4 separate regions of the Mus musculus genome follow, and regions 1, 3 and 4 are each linked to region 2. Evidence: chromatin contacts called from public ChIA-PET and HiCAR-type data. All regions are on one chromosome and are shown on one strand. Each heading gives the region's core, a stretch centred on a gene start, on an enhancer-like site or on the middle of the called end of the contact. The rest is flanking DNA. Distances are from core to core; before and after follow the strand shown.

The links. ChIA-PET counts read pairs in DNA pulled down with a chosen protein or histone mark. HiCAR-type assays count read pairs that join an accessible place to other places.
Region 1: a contact with region 2 is called in an RNA polymerase II ChIA-PET map of memory CD8 T cells, with 590 read pairs. The contact joins the enhancer-like site here to the promoter of Slc25a30 in region 2. A contact is called at or near these places in 5 of 115 datasets of contacts at active chromatin or transcription factors (bone marrow-derived dendritic cells, bone marrow-derived macrophages, embryonic stem cells and 2 more).
Region 3: a contact with region 2 is called in a HiCAR-type map of astrocytes, with 3 times the contacts expected there. The contact joins the promoter of Lrrc63 here to the promoter of Slc25a30 in region 2. A contact is called at or near these places in 1 of 39 promoter capture datasets (cranial neural crest) and 2 of 115 datasets of contacts at active chromatin or transcription factors (astrocytes and memory CD8 T cells).
Region 4: a contact with region 2 is called in an RNA polymerase II ChIA-PET map of effector CD8 T cells, with 11 read pairs. The contact joins the enhancer-like site here to the promoter of Slc25a30 in region 2. A contact is called at or near these places in 1 of 484 Hi-C or Micro-C datasets (cerebellum), 4 of 115 datasets of contacts at active chromatin or transcription factors (astrocytes, bone marrow-derived macrophages, effector CD8 T cells and 1 more) and 1 of 9 other capture datasets (liver).

What each region holds. Positions count from the first base shown.
Region 1 is chr14:75,177,334-75,180,379 of GRCm38.p6, forward strand. All of the region lies in intron 2 of Lcp1 (lymphocyte cytosolic protein 1), which reads left to right. Among named protein-coding and RNA genes, the nearest start is that of Gm15628, 42 kb to the left of the region's middle. Within about 2 kb of position 1,693, at least 161 of the 459 cell types and tissues checked have an H3K27ac peak or open chromatin away from gene starts, as enhancers often do. A contact at or near this core is called in bone marrow-derived macrophages and memory CD8 T cells, where this site is marked.
Region 2 is chr14:75,785,628-75,788,393 of GRCm38.p6, forward strand. It overlaps Slc25a30 (solute carrier family 25, member 30), which reads right to left and starts at 1,410. Exons shown (of 10, transcript NM_026232.3): 1 at 1,298-1,410.
Region 3 is chr14:75,129,269-75,132,314 of GRCm38.p6, forward strand. Lrrc63 (leucine rich repeat containing 63) reads right to left here and starts at 1,615. Exons shown (of 10, transcript NM_027581.1): 1 at 1,503-1,615; 2 at 197-366. The coding sequence starts at 320. It also overlaps a transcript of Lcp1 not described here.
Region 4 is chr14:75,068,424-75,071,559 of GRCm38.p6, forward strand. No RefSeq gene overlaps it. Among named protein-coding and RNA genes, the nearest start is that of Rubcnl, 54 kb to the left of the region's middle. Within about 2 kb of position 1,303, at least 123 of the 459 cell types and tissues checked have an H3K27ac peak or open chromatin away from gene starts, as enhancers often do. A contact at or near this core is called in bone marrow-derived macrophages and effector CD8 T cells, where this site is marked.

The sequences.
Region 1 (3,046 bases), core at 443-2,942, 610 kb before region 2:
TGTGCTGCTAGTAATTCTAATGGAGGTGGTTTAATTTTAGCTTCTGTGGTTGTTTTTCCTTTTTTTTTTAAATCTTCCTTAGAGTCAGTTGGTGGATATGTTAACATCTTAGGTCGTATGTTACCAAGGGTGGCCTGGCAGTGTGAGTGATTTTTGACAATGAGGTTTTTAATGCCCATGTTTTCTGACTACACAAAATATGAGAGGTCTTCTCCATTCAGTCTCCAAAAAACAAGAGCAATTGTGTTGCTGGCTTCTGCTACTTCTTGTAGGGCTGTCTGGATTATTTGTTAAGGCTGAAGGCCATGCAAATGAATGTCTCTACATTTTGGAGGAAAGGTCCTGTCTACACAGGGAATTCTTTTAAGCGACTGAAGCATATAGCCTCGAAGTATTGTACCATCTCTCAGCTTGTATTCATTTAGAACTGTCAGTCAAGCCCAGGACTGATGTTACATATACACTGTCCTGCACACATGGTGAAAACCTGTGTTTCTAACTGTTGGAAACCACTCTAGCAGGACAACTTAAAACCAAAATCAGAAGCAAGACAAACAAACAAACAAACAACAACAACAACAAAAAACCAAAACAAGAAAAAGAAAAAAAAAGTGATGACTTGTCAACACACACCTTGAGGTCAAATTTACCAAGAATTTACTGTAATTGGCTTCTATTAAATGAACTTTTTAAAAAAGGATGTCTGCATAGCTAAATTTAAATGGAATTCACCACTTTTTTCTATGAAGAGTGAATTTCTGGAAGTTTTGGTGTCTGGCCATTAATCTTTCTTTACTTGCAGTACTCATCTGCCTGGCTGGTTTCAAGGCAAAAAGTAAAACTAACCCAAAAAACAGTGGGGTCTCCGGAGGAGAGGCTTAAGGTCCAGAAAATACTAGGGGGAAAAAAAACGTACTCCAAAGATTTTCATCAGAGATAGTAATAAGAATGTAATTTAAAAAAAAATGCTGTGAAGGCTTGTCAACATTTCCCCCTTACATTTGGGAAGGAATAACACTGAATATGGCAGAGTTAGTGCCAACCACGTTTGGCTTGCTGAAGCATCCACCTGCCATGCCTGCCTACAGAGCACAGCGTCTTACTCATGGTAGCAGCACGAGGGAGGGAGGGCTCTTCCGGACCTCAGGTTCTACGGTGGCAGTTTGCAGTGGTCTCTGATGACATTTCGTTAGCAGTCCCTGTCTGGCAGGAGTGTTTTAAACTTCGTCTCCTTTGTATGTTGTACCTTGCAACAGTCAGGACTGTTAGATTAAAAAGGATCCCAGTGTTTTAACCTGATTGATACTTCTACCTCAGAACCGTTTGGAGAAGGGTGGCCCGCGCGTGTGTTTAAACTAGAACAGGAAGGGGACCTGTGCAGGGCCTCAGAGATGCGCATGCTCAGGCCGCTCAAATGTAGAACCCTGTACTGTATCGACCTGGGGGGCGGAGGGGGGGGGCGGAGTGGTAAGAAGGAAAATGTTAGTGTGTATTCTGGCTGTGCACGTCCAACTCTTTTTTTTTAGAATGTTTCATCTGAACTTAATCGAGTTTGTGGATATGGAATGTGTAAAGCTGGAGAGCCGACTGCCACCAATGCGGTTACTTTTAAGTGCTTAGTTTGTGTAACCACATGACTTCCTGGAATCCTCTCCAGTGCCTTGAGCTATCGGGAGTGAGCTGAAGTTACCTAAGGTCCAAGGGCACAAGGGTCAGGGTGGGGCAGGAGTTGGTCTGGATTTCGGGTGCCCCGGGACTGTGCTGGCTGCAGGGTCCGCCTTCCGTGGAGCATGCTGGGAGAAGCTATCATCCTGGAGACACATCGAAAAGCCTAATGTGTGTGTGTGTGTGTGTGTGTGTGTGTGTGTGTGAAGGAGAAGAGAGAGAGCAGAGACAGAGAGAGTGTGTGTGTACAGGTGTTCAAGACAGAGAAAGGAAAAAAATCGCCAGACACCCCAAAGGAGTTTGATATTCATAAATAGGTTCCTTGGCACATTTCATGTAACGGTGGGATGATTCATTAACAGTTTTGCTAAGAATTTTTGGTGCCTTCACGCATTTGCCTCAGCCCACTTCCTCAGCCTTCTTTCATGCCACTTCCTTCTTGTTGAACCTCTCCCCTCCCCCTCCCACGTCTTACCAACCCACGTTCTGGTTCTGGGCGCCGCGCTAGACCGCAAGCCACCAGAAAGTTCCATGCTGTTTCACTCTTTCTCGCTGTTTCTTCAATGATCTTCCCCCTGAATTGTCTGACTTTTCAAGGGCCTCTTGGAAAGGCAGGTCCTCAGCTTGCTTCCTCCACTGACTGAAGTTTGCCTAAGGCTTTGCCTTCAGGTCAGCGTTGCATCTTCTTAATATTTTCCCCCCTGTCCTGTCGCACATATAGAGCGGAGTTCCCTCTCTCCGCCGGCGCACAGGGCTGCTGAAGATATTGACTGGAATGAATAGTTGTCACTTTTTTTTTTTTTTTTAATGAATTCGTTACATAACAGGAAGGCCTCCGATTTCACTTCCTACTTTCATGCTCCCTGAGTCCTTGTGGCGACTGCTCTGAGGGGACACGTGGCAGTCATTGTCCTCAGAGCTTGCTCCCCTCCTTTTCCAAGGCTCCAGTCTTCATTTGAGCCTCACAGCGCCAAATGGACAACGGCTTCGGGAAATATAAGAAATGATACGGTAACTGTAGACTTCAGAAATAAATGACACCAGTCCATCATTGTATTTTAAATGCAGTTACAGGCATACTACCCAGCAATCCTTACATAAGCTGAATTCCCCAGATAGGCCTTTGTTTATGAAGTGAACGCAAGTACACATGTTAGGAACATTACTTAATCACTCTGTATTCTTAGAAAATTCTCAAGTCGCCTTTTCCTTTTTTTTTTTTTTTTTTCACCTGAGGACTGCAGGCCCCTCTGCACATATAGGGGATGTACCAATCAAATCTCAAAATAAAGCTAAATCAGAAAATTAAGAGATTTCCTCATTTAGCTCATGTTTGAGAAGAGCTGAAAAGCTTTATAAAGTCATTGGACTTTATGACTAA
Region 2 (2,766 bases), core at 160-2,659:
AAAATTGGCACTGCTAGTACTTCTGCGGGCTCTCCAAGTTCCTCTTATATAATTAATAAATCATTTTCATTTTGGTCTGTTCTTTCAGTGTACAGTCTTAAACCGTAATCACATACTCTTCCCTTCGTGTTCTCATAAATCTCTCCCCCATTACACTGTCTTTTCATAAGCCTTTCCTATTCCTATTCTTCATTAAAAGCACACAGTGAGGGGCCGAGAGATGGCTCAGCCTGTTCTTCCAGAGGACCAGGGTTCGATTCCCACTATCCACATCAAGTGGCTCACACCTGCTTAGAACTCCTGTTTTAGAGAATCTGATGCATTCTGACTTCCAAAAGTACTTCGCATATAAACTCACAGACACATAAATAAGACTGGGTGAATCTTTTTTTAAGTGTACAGGTAAAAAAAAGAAAAAACCAAACTCAACACATACTTATGAAATATGGTGTTTTAAAAACATTTTAGAAATAGTACCATTTTTTCACGAGATAATTAAGCCCATGTTACAAAAGTTGGCAGTGCCACTGCTAAGATCTAAATCCATGCCTTTCAGCTTCACACTAACACATCTCCGAATGTAGAATCTACAAGGGCGTTCGTTCTAGCATTGTTTTGCTATTCTTAGGCAAGAACAATCCTGACTACTGAGTGTTTTGCCTGAAATTACACCTAAAAAGCCTTTAAAACGCATTAGCACGTTAACTTTTCGAGCAATTCATTTGACAGGTTCTTGCGAACTCGCAAGCAGCAACCTAGCTTGTTGTTTCACGAGCAATTTGTGTGTGTGTGTGTGTGTGTGTGTGTGTGTACGCGCGCGCCCCATTACCTTAAAGAAAATGGACATTGTTTATTAACCGCCTATTTAGCAACGCTGATGATTGAACCCGGGACCCTGTATACAATAAATAGCTCAACCACTGAGCAACATCCCCAGCCCTACACCAGCAATTCAATGGATGAAGAGCCCTATCCCGGGTACTGAGCTCGCGGGTGCTGAAGCTGCACCGTCTCTGCCCACGGATGGGAGGGGCGCACACCGGTGGGAGGAAGAAGTGTCGCAGCAAAGGGTGCAACCCTTGAGCCTCCCGGACGCCCCCCTCAGCCATCCTCCGCAGATCCCGCAGAACCACTAGAACCCGGGAGCGAGCCCGGGTCCCAGAGCGAGCCCGGGCTCCGGAACCTCGTACCCACCGAACCCCAGCCCGCGAACCCCAGCGCACTTCAGCCCGGAGCAAACCCGCCGCAGCGGTTCTCTGGCCAGGTCCACAAGGCAGCAGCGCGGCCGGGAACTCACCCCGCGGCGGAGCTCCTCCTGCTACTCCTCGGAGCCAGTGCAGCCGCCTGGGAGCACCTCGGTGCGGGAGCGGAAGAAAAGGCCGCCGAACGGCGGGCGCGGCCCAAGCCGGGAACGGCTCCGCCCGCTTCTCGCCCGGACACGCCCACACCACGTTCTCATTGGTCACTGTCGACACCGGCTCCCTCAAGGCCACGCCTCCAGCCACAGCCAAGGAGACCCAGGAAGAGCGGGTCCCAGAAGCAACCAGACTGGGGTTCTCAGGCTCTCACTGCTGGGAACCGAGCTGCGGGCTGCTCGCTGCTCCCCACTGCCTTCGGTCTGTGAAGGGGAAGCCGGGAAGCCACAGACTCTTCTTCAGAGGGGCTTCTCCGTGTCTCCCAGAACCTCGGCAGTCGCAAAGAATCATCTTGCGTTCACTGTTTTTAACATAGAGCTTTATAATTTGAAATGTGCTGACTGAAAACTGAGAGCCCAGACTCACCAACGCTAGCATTTCGCAACTCTTGCATTCTTTCTGTGTCTATTCCTTTCACACCGAACTCTTGAAAAATTACCACTTATCATATACAAGAGACTGAGTACATTTTCAATCATATCCCATATAAATATGATAATATTTATATCCCCTTGCTGTCTCAAAAGGTCATCCACACATGCGCACAGGAAACTCGGGAGCTACTAAAAATCAACCCAATGCATCTGAATTCACCTCTCGTAAACTTCTTAAACCAGAGCTCTCGTTTTCTTTTTCTTTTTTTCATTAGCTATTTATTTACAATCTGACCGGAGCCTCTAGTTTCCTAAACTCTTCTTAACTTTGGCATAGTTGCGGTCCAGACCAATTGTCTTGTCAAGTTCTGGATTCGTGGGATTATTTCCTCGTGATTAAATTTAGAAACCTTTAGAACAATGGCGGATATTCACAAGACTTCCTTCATTTCTGGACATGCACTCTGCCAGTTTGTCATTGTTACCTACGGAGCAAGGTGCATAGAGCAAGATGCGGCTTGTTCAAGGTTCCTATCTCCTCAACAAAGCCCCTCCTCTTTGCATTGAAAACGGATGTGGACTGCTGGGTTTGTTTCTTGGAAGCCCTTGCTTCTGTGTCCTGGGGATGTTTTATCGTCTAGCACTCTCTGCTCTCCAGCACAATGCCTACCAGTTCTCAAAACCAGTTCTCAATAGTCCTTGCCGATTGTCCTTGGAAAGTTTTGTTATAAAGTTCTTCTGTGTGTTTCCTTTTATATTGTGTCACATAACATAAAACAGTGTAGTTGGGTTCTCTTTAGAAAAAGAACCAATATAATGACTATATTCAAAGGGGATTTATTCAGCCACCTCACATGATATGGTCTGGGTAGTCAGTCCAAGGATGGCTGCCTGCAATGTGAAAAGGCTGGGGGACCTGGCAGCTGCTCATACCAGCAGCCTGGGTGCCTCAGTAGTCCCAATCTGATGCCAAGGCT
Region 3 (3,046 bases), core at 365-2,864, 660 kb before region 2:
TATTTGACAAGTCCACGAATGAGGATCAATCAATGAGCACACCTATAGAACTGATTCTTGGTTGTTGTCACCTTATGATAAACATTTTTCCGTATGGCTATTAGTAACTGTCTTTACTGAGATTGTAAATTAAGTAAAGCAAGGGATTTCTATGGAAAAAAAACACACCAAGGTTAATACACATATCTGTACATACCTGTATGTACTATACGAACTTTCTTTTTTAATAAAGGTACTTTAGGGAGCTTTGGAGGTAAGGGTCTTCGCAGAAGTAGTGGATGCTGCTGGGTTTTGAGTGAGCGATAAATGCTCTTTTTCATAGCTGCTGGTTAAGTGAGAACTGAACTTCCTGAGAACGAATCGTTACTGAAAAGAAGTGGTTATCACTTAGAAAATATCCTTACGGAAACCATTCTGAGTTGCTATGATACTGAGTTTAAGCAGGCTAGCATTGTAAGGAGGGGGGGGGGGGAAAGAGTAAAAAAAATCATTTAAAATTTATTTTTGAAGTACTTTTAAAATGGCATATTTTTAATACAGGCTTAAGCATGGAGCTTAAGAAAGACAGAGAGGCATTCAAAAAGTTTAACGTTTTCTTTCTGTACTGGATATTGAAACTCTGGTCTCATGCAAGGCCATATCACTGAGCCAAATCCCCCTGCTTTCCAATTTGCTTAAAATTAGAAGTTGGGAAATACATTTGTAAGCCCAACACTTGAAAGCCTGAGACAGGAGGGTCAGCCTGGGCTACACGGGGAAGGGTGGTTTCTTTTAAAAATTTAGATTAATAATTAATATAGATAAAACATATTCTATTATTAATCTAGACCTTGCTAACATTTCCCGTGTGAGTATGAAATTCAACCAGCCAACGCTATTTTCAGTCAGTAAATGGTGACCTCTCTCCCTGCAATATAGGCATTGGCATTTCATTCACTACCTCCCAAATATTATCAGTATAGACTTAGAAGGGATTTTGGAAAAAAAAAAAAAAAAGAAGGTAAAGGCCTCTGAAATCCCACAGTATCTAACCATACACAAACGGTTTTCTTGTATGGCGATGGCTTGTTTTAACTCTCAGCTGACTTAATTTGTCCATAATTATGCAACTCCAAAATAAGACAGGCTTTTTAATACAATGAGATGTTCCAGGATGGCGGGGAATCCCAGAGAATAGGGAAATAAGGACACCAGCTGTCCTCCGCCCCCCCCCCCACGCCCCACCGCCCAAAATAAGTCTTTGTTTTCAGGGCAACCTCAAAAGTGCCTGGCACAGTGCAGCTCCGCGGAATGCCCGGCAGGCAGGGAACCCTGGTGCGGTGCAGAAGAGCGGTTTACCCGCGAAAGGTAACTGCAGGCCAGCGCTCGCTCCTGATTTGTCGGCTGGTAGCGCGTGCCCGCCCGCCACAAGTTTCCTTTTCTAGTTGGTGGGGAGACCCCATCACCACCCCCCAGTCCCCAAGTGTCCAGCTCCTACGGACCCTGCCTTCAAGCACACAGACCAGATTTCCCACGTCCATCTCCTTTATCCCTGAGTCCTGGCTGCCAGTGACTGTCTAGCGAGGTCTCCAGTTAGGTCTAATTCCATGTTTGTGCTGGACGCAGCTCCTTTAGCAGCATCCCCAAGCCCTGCTACAGCCGAATTACGCTCATAGTAAGGACCACCAACTAGTCCCCGCCCCCCAACACTTCCCCACCCCCCCGCACCCGCACACCCCCCCCCCCCAGCTAGCCCGGTAAGAAGCGCAGGCGCACGAGGGTTGGGCACGTCGGGAACTAGGGGCGGGGCATTGAGCCCCGCCCATCTGCCCCGCCCACTCGATCCACCCACTGATTTCGCCACCTTAGGCCAGTGGCCCCTAATTCTGCTGCGGGCAGCGCAGGATGCCCGGAGGCTGAAGTGGTGGAGCCGGGAGGAGTGGCTCCACGTGTAGCTGTACGGAAGGCTGTGGTGACAATCGTTATTACTATTCTTACTCTTAAAACAGTGGCCACTATTATTTACTTACTTTTCTCCATGACTTGACACCGGTGTCTGGAGACTGGGTTGGCATTTTCTAATACGGCTACACTTTTGGGCAGCTGGCCACCGTTACTCATTTTGCAGTAAAACCCTTGTCTCCAAATCGCACGTTCTGTTTTCCTTCTTGTCTCTTGGGTGCAACCTGGTTTGTCTTTCTGTTTTTAAAGTTCTTGGTGGAAGTGGAACTGTGTGGGAACCGAGAGCTGTAAGGCAGTGAGTGGTTCCAAAGCTCTTTAAAAGGACACCCAGGTCTCACTGTCACGGTGGTTGGCTGTGATTACCGGTGTTGGTGCTGTCTCCATGTTCAGTGGTAGATATACCGCGCTTGTTTGCCTGTATGTGCTTGCTTCTCTGGAGATTTGAGAACGAAAACTGGAAAGAACCTATTACAGAGACGGGAAAATCCAACTGAGAATTCAAGTAAGGGGCACTTCCTTCCAGTCACCTCCCTTAAGTGTTTCTCTTCTTAAATAAGGGTGTGGGAATTTCAATAGCACCTTGGGAAATCAGAGACTTCTAGATTCGTTTACTAACCAAGTCTTCCTTTTTCTCCTAAGAGCAAGCATATATTTTGAACCAATGGGAAAATAATTAAAGATGAATCTGGGTAATGCTGTACAACTGTTGTCCTGTGGTGTGTTGGTTGGTGGTTTTGTTATGTAGATTACTTTGTTGTTTACTAGGTACCCTTTCCAAACCAGGGATTTTATTTCACTTTCGTCTGTGTTTGTTTTACATTGCTTGGTTTCCCTGAAAGACAGGAAGCAGACAGAAAGGCAAATCTGGTGGCCACGTTTGTCTCAAGTAATGTATATTGTTCATTATTTTGTAAACAGCAGAAATGTTTCTATTCTTAAGGATAAAGGTGTGGGCAGTCTATTCTTAAAAGCTGAGACCTACTGGAATTCAGTTTCAATGACAGATGTGTTTCAAATGTATGCTTAGCTTTGCATAGTCAAAAATCAAGGCAAGTGCATTTGTTAATTAAAAAAAAATGCTTTGTCATTCTTTGCAGGTTTCTTT
Region 4 (3,136 bases), core at 53-2,552, 720 kb before region 2:
GAAGCAGAGGTTAGCTGCCCTCAGTCGACATCCTGACCACCCCTGAAATGCCCCAGAGAAGATGCATTTCAGCAGGGGGCCCCGATGAGCCACCTATAGGCTCCATCTGAAGTAGAGATGTTGCCAAAACAGCCAGGTTGCCTTGGGAAGGAAGTATGGTGTGGAGGAAGGGGGGGGGGGGACGACACGGGTCGGGTGGAGAGTGGGTGAGGGTGGAGGGTGAAGAGGCGTGGTGTGGGGGTGGCGTCAATGGTGAGGTATGCGAGGAGTAGAGGGTGGTGTGGAGGGCGAGGGTGAAGGCTAAAGTGTCCCTCTGTGGCAGACAGAAAGGGCTCCCACCCCAAACTCACCCTACACCTACATCCAAATCCCTGGAGCATGCGCTGAGGTCATGCAACCCGCAATTGACGGAACTGGAGTTCCTGGTTGAATTAACATTTCTGGTCAGCTGACCATGCAGTAGGGAAGCCACCACCAGCACTAACCCACCAGCATTAACCCCAAGACCCCCATTTCAAGCTTCGGAGCTTCGGAGTTGTGAGCTGCTAAGGTCGTGATTCATTCGAAGCCACTGGTTTGTGGTTGTTACAGCAGCAACAGGAAACTCCTGCCATCTGAGTGTGTGACTGCCTTCGCAGAGCAGCTGCTTCATCGCCTTTTCAAGACACGCCCCTTGGAGAGCCCCTTGGTAGTGTTATGGTATTCACTGGCAGAATCTTCTGGAAAAACAAGCTGGTCAAAGCAGGAAGGCTGCTTCTGCAGTGTCTTCCTCCTAGCCTGCTGTTTCCTCCTTTAAGGTGTTCTGTTTACAGATGGACCCAAAGATGATAGTTTGCATTTGATGACCATGGCACTTACAATTCAAATGTAGTCTAAAAGAGCTGGGAATTTGATTTTTTTTTCTTCCCTTGCCCGATCACTAATTTTAGAGACACAATCGTTGCAGAAGGCATTGATCTTTTGTGCTGCACCAGATATTAGATATTATTTGCCAGGAAAGGGTTGAGGGAGGGCAGCAGGGAGGGGCCACGGGGGTTGGCAGACTGTGGTTTCTACTGCTTGCAACACCCATCAGTCATCCTGCTTGATGCAACTTGCGGAAGCCCTAAGAACGGCATGGCAAGGGGGGAGGGGAACAGCAGACCCTCTGTAGTGGGGAGCTCAGCCCCTGACTGGTGGACCTGCTTTCTTCAGAATAAACTTAAGTGTTGGGTTTTGGTGACTATTTATGGAGGTTCACACAGTTACTGTCATGGCTGGGACACAATACTGTGGCTTGCACTAGGACAACCATACAGACCTGCAAGACTCAAGCTAGTTCTGACACATGCAAGCCCACATGTTTCCTGTCACCTATGTCTGTTCTCGGAGGCAGTATCTCGGTAAGGAAGGTTGAGGAGAGCCAACGACTGTCCAGTTTCTCAGGGCCTACCAGAGGGTTCCCTTTTCTGCAACAAGCCACAGGAGGAGGAAGGATTGGTACATTAAGGTTTCCCTTTCTTTAAAACCTTTCCCCTCCCCTCTCCTCCCATTTTGTCCCCTCCCCTCCCTTTTTGTCCCCTCCCCTCCCCCTCAAGACAAACCATGTAGGCCAGCCCCAAGTAGAGGATGTCATGTCTTAGTGGGATTCATGCTGTATTTATGCTTCATAAAATTTAAAAAGTTTATAAAGTTAAGCTACCAGAAAATGGAGTTGAATATAAGAAAAATTCCAGTAGCCACATGGAGATACTGTTTCCTCCATAATGGATCAGTCAATATTTTCCAAGATTCGACTCAGTTTGGAGGCTCAGTAGGATGGGAAGGGGAATAATGTCACCTTCTAAGGTACAACTTGGAGGGGTCAAAAGGTTTGCGGAAAGAAACCAGCGTTCTGTAACAGAGGCTCAACCACACTTCTATGTATCGCTCTGTTATCTTGCTGTTCAGGGTCTGCTGTTTCCTTACTTGATAAAGTTACCTGTAAAACAGAGATGTGAGCTTGAAGTGTTTCACTGAGTGGCGAGAGAAGCAGGTAGCATCCGCCAATCCTTAGGTATGATTTTTGATGAAAAAGTATCAAAGGTCTTTCTAGTTGAAATTTGCTACAGTGTGTCGGCGCAGAGGCCTGGAGCCCTGTCTGCCAGTGAACCAGAAAACTGTTACAGCCAGGGAGGCTTGGCTACCTATGCCTTGGAGCCCGTCGCCCACTCAATTCCCATTGGATTTTTAAATAGATTTCCTGAGATGTCTGAAAATTATGTAAATTAGAGGCCAGGGTCCAATTTAGAGATAATGTCATAAAAAATTAAGAATCTCTTTGAATAAGAGAATGACACATGCCTTTGAGGGAGGGGGATAAATCTAGTGTGTTTCTTCAGGACCAGGGAACATTCAGGCACCTGGAATTGTGTGTCAAGAGTGTGTTCAGCAGCCTCCCACTGAGCACTGTGCTGAGACTAGGATTTGGGTCTGTTTAGTTTTCATAGGACTTTGAAGATGGGAACCTTGCTGGTTCTTAATGAAAGGGTACCCTGATTGCTTGGGGCTGGCTGGTATGGAATGGGCTGTGGTTTAGATAGTGTGCCAGTCAGACTTTGTGTTGCTGTGACCTAAATAAAACTACCACACAGAAGAATTCCTCATTTCACTCACACTTTCTGAGGTTTTTGGCGCTCGTGGTGACAGAGTGTGGTGGGGCAGAATTGTTCAACTCGAGGCAACCAAGCAAGCAACATGGAGGAGCGGGAAGGTGCCAGGACAAGCTTATCGCCAATGGTCAGGCTCCCATGATCCGCTTCCTTCAGCTCCGCCTCACCTCCCACTGCTCACCACCTCCCAACGGCACCATCGATGGTATGAGAGTCTGATACATCCCTTGTCAGAGCAGTCATGATCTAAACATGTCTGGAATGCCGTCACTGGCGCCGCCCGAGGTGTGCTTTATCAGTCTCCTGGACGTTTCTCAGTCCAATCTTAAATTGAGAGTCAAGAGAGATCATGACAGCCCTGCCGAGAGGCGAAGAACCAGAAAGAAGCTAAGGCTACTTGGGAAGTCTGCAAACACTGCGTGATAGGAACCCAAGGAGAACAAGAGATGGAGGGGCCCCAAGCTGTGGTATTGGGATGAGATGGAAGGGATTTGTCAAAACGGTAG